2 separate regions of the Ovis aries genome follow, and region 2 is linked to region 1. Evidence: chromatin contacts called from public Hi-C data. All regions are on one chromosome and are shown on one strand. Each heading gives the region's core, a stretch centred on a gene start, on an enhancer-like site or on the middle of the called end of the contact. The rest is flanking DNA. Distances are from core to core; before and after follow the strand shown.

What was found. A called contact is a pair of places that touch in the nucleus more often than the background predicts.
Region 2: a contact with region 1 is called in a Hi-C map of hypothalamus, with 6 times the contacts expected there. The contact joins the promoter of MRM3 here to the promoter of NXN in region 1. A contact is called at or near these places in 16 of 16 Hi-C or Micro-C datasets (blood, hypothalamus, liver and 7 more).

The regions. Positions count from the first base shown.
Region 1 is chr11:21,810,564-21,813,639 of ARS-UI_Ramb_v3.0, forward strand. It overlaps NXN (nucleoredoxin), which reads left to right and starts at 1,560. Exons shown (of 9, transcript XM_027975166.3): 1 at 1,560-2,017. The coding sequence starts at 1,658.
Region 2 is chr11:21,982,750-21,985,825 of ARS-UI_Ramb_v3.0, forward strand. MRM3 (mitochondrial rRNA methyltransferase 3) reads right to left here and starts at 1,435. Exons shown (of 6, transcript XM_004013238.6): 1 at 1,096-1,435; 2 at 807-847; 3 at 604-804. The coding sequence starts at 1,409. It overlaps GLOD4 (glyoxalase domain containing 4), which reads left to right and starts at 1,487. Exons shown (of 11, transcript XM_060395310.1): 1 at 1,487-1,568; 2 at 1,571-1,623. The coding sequence starts at 1,535. It also overlaps the pseudogene LOC114108771.

The DNA.
Region 1 (3,076 bases), core at 310-2,809:
CAGAATTTTGCCAGGACACTCAGAATGAACTCAGAATTCGCCTTTGTCATAGGGTTCTCGCCTGCCTAAAGGCAATCCTCAATCCAAAGAGCCTACTTATGAAATGAGCAGCAGTGTTAGGTGGATACTGAGAAAGTGGCTATCATTCAAGAGATTGCCAGTCCACCCGTGGTATCCACCTCCACCTCTTTTACCAGTTTCTGTGGTAACATTTCACTGAGCTGAGAACCAGTAGAATTCCTTGTTCTATTCCAGAAAAACTGGGAACCTTAGGCATTAAAATTTATGTTTGTGCCAAAAAGCTTGTGGTTATGTTATGAGGTTTAAATGAACTCTTGTAAAGCGGGTTATGATTTGTGTGTGTGTGTGTGTGTTTGTGTGTGTGGAAAGCAGCTATAAAATACAAATATTCTGCCTGGTTGCTGGTATCCCTGTCTTTTCTTGCTCTTTCCACTAGATGGCGGTGGATGCCCAAGAAATAACTTGCAAAGGGCCGGGGGAGGGCGGTGAGAGGGGTGTTCTTTTCTTTCACTGGGTTGTTGGTAGCTGAGCTGGCACGTTCTTGTTCCTCTGTTGCTAGTGGGCATGGTATAATTTTTCTTTTTTCGTGTATGTGTTGGGGGGAGGCCGGAAGACTTGCCACAGACCACCTGTTTAATCCAGGTTCAGTTTAAGCATAGGGTAGCATCTCGCCAGCTGGCCAAAAAAAAAAAAAAAAAAAAATCCATAGAATTTCTCTCAACTATCAACAGACTTGGGTAGAAGCTATGGAACCGTTTCAGGAGAGCAGCCAGCATCGATTTAGAGATGCCGCGGCATCTGTTGCCTATATTTGTGGAGATGGAAGAAAGCCACTCGCTGGTGAGGAATGACCGCGGCGACCTGGGGACTGAAATCCACACTGCGACCTGCGATCAACCCACAAGTACTTATGGATTCCCTCCCATGTGCCCATCACTGGATCAGAAGCTACGCAAGAAACAAGAGGTGGCGTGCTTCCGGCCTCTTGTGGTAGAGAACACAAAACGTACACAGAGAGATCAGCAAGACCTAGCCGGACCAAGTTAACATTGTGTGAAGACGGTTAAGTCCTACAAGTATTATGAGATCAGTGGGGGTACAAACGGCCAACGGGATAGGCTGTGGGTAGGGAGAGTGCAGGGAAGAAGAACAAGGAGGGATAAGAGAACTCGGGTGGGAATCTTTGGAGAATTCCGGAGAGAATTTGGAATTCGGGAGCGAAGAGGAAATGGGAGGGAAGGGAGAGGCCAAGCCCGGCCTGCGCGGACTGCAGCTTCGGAAAGCCTGGCTCAGCGGCCCCTTCTGCTTTCTTCACTTAGGTCCCAGGCATTTCCGACAGACCGGAGAGTCTCGGGTCAGCCTTCTCGCCGGGGCTATCTCGGGAGCACTTCGGCTACGCGGCGGGAGCCCGCGCCGCCGGCCGCAGCCAGTGCTCGGGAGGCAAGCTCTGCTACAAAGGGGGCGTGGCGTGGTGAGGGGGCGTGGCGTGGGCGTGGCGTGGGCGTGGCTCCCCTCCCGCCTGTGCCCGCCGACGCCGCAGCAGCTGCCGCCTCCGCCCGCCGCGCGGACCGAGGGAGCGGTGTTGCCGCCGCCTGCCCGCCCGGGTGCCTGCGAGCCCGGGCTGCGGTGGGCCAGGATGTCGGGCTTCCTGGAGGAGCTGCTGGGCGAGAAGCTAGTGACTGGTGGCGGCGAGGAGGTGGACGTGCACTCGCTGGCCGCCCGCGGCATCTCGCTGCTCGGGCTCTACTTCGGCTGCAGCCTGAGCGCCCCCTGCGCGCAGCTCAGCGCCAGTCTGGCCGCCTTCTACGGCCGCCTGCGGGGGGACGCGGCGGCGGGGCCGGGGCCGGGGCCGGGGGCCGGGGCGTCGGCGGAGCCCGAGCCGCGGCGCCGCCTGGAGATCGTCTTCGTGTCCTCGGATCAGGACCAGCGGCAATGGCAGGACTTCGTGCGGGACATGCCGTGGCTGGCGCTACCCTACAAGGAGAAGCACAGGAAGGTGAGCGGCGCCGGCCTCGTCGCGCGTTCCCGGGAGCTGGTCCTCGCGGCCCCCGGCGCCCCCGCTGCCCCCTCCTGTAGTGCACGCGCTTCCCCTGCCGCTCCTCAGCGTCCCCTACCTCTGCCCGCCCCGCGTCGCGGGACCCTGCTGGATCGGGGTTCCCGCGGCGGCAACTCGGTGTCGATGCCAGGCCGCGCCCGCTGGGGAACTTTGAAACCCCTCGGCCCCCGGGACCCTGACTCATGTCCTGGGGAGTCGAGGGCCGGGTCCCCACATGTTGGAAGCCTCCCGTAGCGGGTGGCTGCGGTCGGGGATCCGGACTCGGTGACCCCCAGCCCCGGGCTGAGGCGCGGGGAGGGGGCCCCTTCCTTCCCTCAGCCCTCGACTCCCCGCGGCTACCTGTGGTGGGGGGTAGGGCGCCGGCCCCCTACCCATAATGCCCGAACCAGGAAGTTTCCTCTCTCTCCGAGAGAAATCTGCTTTCCTGAGGCTACCTCCTGCTGTGGCCGAGGGCGGGTCCCCCGGAGCCCTGGGGTGGGGGTGTCGGCCGCTGACCGTGGGTTTGGGCGAGAAGGGAGCTTGGTCGTCTCCCCTTGCCCTCCCTCCGCTCCCCCTTTTCCCCCCTCGGACTGAACTAGAGGCCACCAGGGAGCCTTTCATTGTCTGGCTGTCCAGCCAGCCATCCCTCCTGATACCTCCCGGGCACTGGACCAGACCCGTCCGTGTGGCTATTAGTGGCTTGGTTGGTGGGCCACTGGTGTCTTGGCATCGAATTAAACGCTGAACCGATTCCTTAAGTGCAGACTGACCAGAAGAATGAGAATGGGGGAAATTTACACTCCTCTGTCAACTTCTCAACCCCTCCTCTCCCCCGAGTTTGCTGCTGAAATTAGCTTGGATTTTTGAGTGTGTCTGTTGGATGAAGATGTCTGTTTTAATAAAACGAATTCAGGAAATTTTGCCATGAATCGAAACAGAAAAAGTTTTGGAGCGCTCTTGCTTAATTAGTATGCCTGCTGCAACGTGTGAATCCAACGGGGTTCTTTCCTGAGGAGAATC
Region 2 (3,076 bases), core at 185-2,684, 170 kb after region 1:
TGGCAACCCACTCCAGTACTCTTGCCTGGAGAATCCCATGGAGGGAGGAGCCTGGTAGGCTACAGTCCATGGGGTCGAAAAAAGTTGGACATGACTGAGTGATTTCACTCACACTCTATGTAATTATTCTGTAATCTAGTTTCTTTTTTTTTTGGCCACACTTAAGTGGCTTGTAGGATCTTAGTTCTCCTATCAGGGATTGAACCTGGGCCCACAGGCAGTGAAAGCACCAAGTCCTAACCACTGGACTGCCAGAGAATTCCCAATATTTTCTTAAGTTTTAACTGGACATTAAAGGTTGAAGTGACCCCCAAAACATAAGGTCTGAGGAGGAGTGATTAAAGCTTGAAGTGACCCCCAAAACATAAGGTCTGAGGAGGAGTGATTATTCCCTGCAGACTATAAAACGCACAATACAAATGATGACAGAAAACTAGCTTCAGTTTCCACTTAAAATACAAGATTCACAGATTTGAACACTGTTGTAAGAAAAGGTTAGGCTCAGTAATATTTTCAATTTCATTTAAATTTGTTGCCCTGAGACAAGTATGAACAAATAATTCCAAGTCTCCCTTTCTACAAACACAGTGAACAACCACTGACCCATTATTCCCTGTGGTGTTACCAGGTCGGACCAATCCTTGATATCCTCAAATTTCACCTTAATAAGGCTAACACCTTTCAGCTTTTCAATGGGCAGCTCCTTTATGTATTCCAGACGGCTAAAGAAGAAAACTTTGGGCACAGCACCAGCCTTGAGAGCGTCTGCAATCAGCCTACGACCTTCCAGCAGGATCTTCCCTGCTTTTCTCGAAATGGCCTGGACTTAACTATGGTCATCACACTGCTGTGGGTGGAAACAAAAAGACAGGATCCTCATTACCGACACACATCGAGTTCTAGCAGACATGAAGAGCTTCGTAGTGAAAGAAACGAACGAACTGTTAGAAAGACACTTATTCTGCCCTCTGTGCATAATAAAAACCAGCGAGGTGTGCTGCAAGAAAGTCCTCCAACGCAAGGGAAAGAGGTCAAGCTCTCGCTATGAGGACTGAGGAGAAAGAGAAAACTCGACAAGCCTCGGAAACACATCACCTTAGCCTTTTGTCTCCAGGGAAAGCCTTATCATAGCGAAGCCCCGACTCTTCCCAGGTGCTGGGGGTCTGGGATGCTGGCCCCTGAATCTGCTGCTTCTGTCGCTGCTCCCGGGGACCGGCCTCTGCCGCCGCCTTCTGAGGCTGTTTCCTGGGATCAAGCTTCCGTTCCACAACCTCATCAGATGGAAACAGCACTTTCACGGGGCTCCGCCGCAATGCCCGGACCCAGCGCCGCGCATCGAGGTCCGAAGCCTGCACCACCCGCAGCAACGGTCGCGTAGCCCATCCCACGCGCTTCACTAGCGCCGCCATCTTCCCCGCCCAGTGGGCTGCGTCACGAAAGCGCGCCGGCGGTGGCCAGTGACATCACTAACGCGCCGGCGTCAGCTGTGGTTTGTGCGTCGCTGTACGCGTGACTGGTGGTAGTGTAGGTGGTCATGGCGAATCGCAGAGCTCTGCACTTCGTGTTCAAAGTGGAAACCGCTTCGAGACGGCTTGTTTCTATCGCGATGTCCTGGGGATGAAGGTGCAGGCAGGGCGGAGAGGGGCTGGAGCGCGAGGGGGCACGAGTGATTGAACCCCACCTGGCCGAGGGAGGAGAAAGTGGTGCGATGTGAATTTCACTGCCAACTCGTGTGTCGGACCTTAGCCCCAGGACTTCCCATTAACTGTAGTTTTCAGGTTCAGGAAGCATCACGAATTGCGGCTTGGGTTAGATGGGCTTTGAAAGGGGCTCACACTATTTGCCAACTGTGTGCGCACACAGGTCCTTTCAGTTTAAGTTCTTTCACGAATGGTTATTCCTGTCTTTGCGAAGTTTCTAGTCTGTGGGAAAGATAGTAAATAAAAGGTTACGTAATACTCTTCCAGTAAACAATGACTCTTCTGATTTGGAGCCTTTTGGTTTTAGATACCAGCATAATACAGAGCTCTACTTCTCTTGGGGCTGGTTTCAATGGATCACTCAGTCTGTCTAGGTGAACGCTCCAGCTCGTCTCTGAAGTGTGAACTCAGAATCCATTCTCCTTTCCAGCTGTGATTCTGCAGAGATCACCTGGGTGGCAAGCACAGGTGGAAGCTGTTGGAAGGCTCCTGCTACGCAGGGACTTTAGATGTCAACTGAAAGAAAAATTAACAACCTAAGATTTTTGAGTTAATTTTTATTTGGGAACCTTCCTAAGGACTCTAGTGTGGAAGACAGCCTCTGGATAGCTCTGAGGAACTGATCTGAAGAGGCAAGGGAGGAGCTAGAAGGTATATGAGTTTTTGCTTGAAGACGGGAAAGAACCCAAAACCATGTAGGAACATCAAGAGATTACTGCTAAGCACAGAAATAGCTCAAGTTAATGGTTTTAGTGCTTTTCTGTGCGTGGGGAGATGGGTTCTGAGTACCTTGAAATTCTTCCTTAGAAATGCATCTTAAATGTCGAGGACCAGTATCCAAAAGCAGAGATGGCTTCTTGTTTTTCCATTCTGAATTCCCTCAGGGTGTGCTGTTGGTGAGCAACTGCATTAGCTGATGGTTTGATCTTTGTTGAAATGGAATTGCAGGCAACATTGTTTACAGTGTGCAAGAGTAAGGCTTAATGTAGAGACACTGCAGAGTACAAAGGGAATTACCTAAATTCATCAGTCATTTAAAGAATATCACCTATTTCATAGTTCTGCTTTGGGCCTTGGTGACAAAGATGAAAATGACCCTGTTATCTGTCTTCAGTTAAGATCCTGGTTTGGTAGGAATTGTATTTGTACTTTGCAGATGGTAATGGAAGTTAAAATGTGGTGATAGAAACCACAGAACACTCCTTTAAAGTGTTTCCTCGGCCTCTGCCTGAACCGAAGATGGCGGCTGCAGCGCGCGCCCTAGCTCCGTAACCTCCCGTAACCAATGGAGCCGCGACGCCAGGGTGACTTACGGCGACGGCTTCTGCGCGACGTTCGATGATGCAACCTCCGAGTTGAGGAGCTGCCGGCGCACT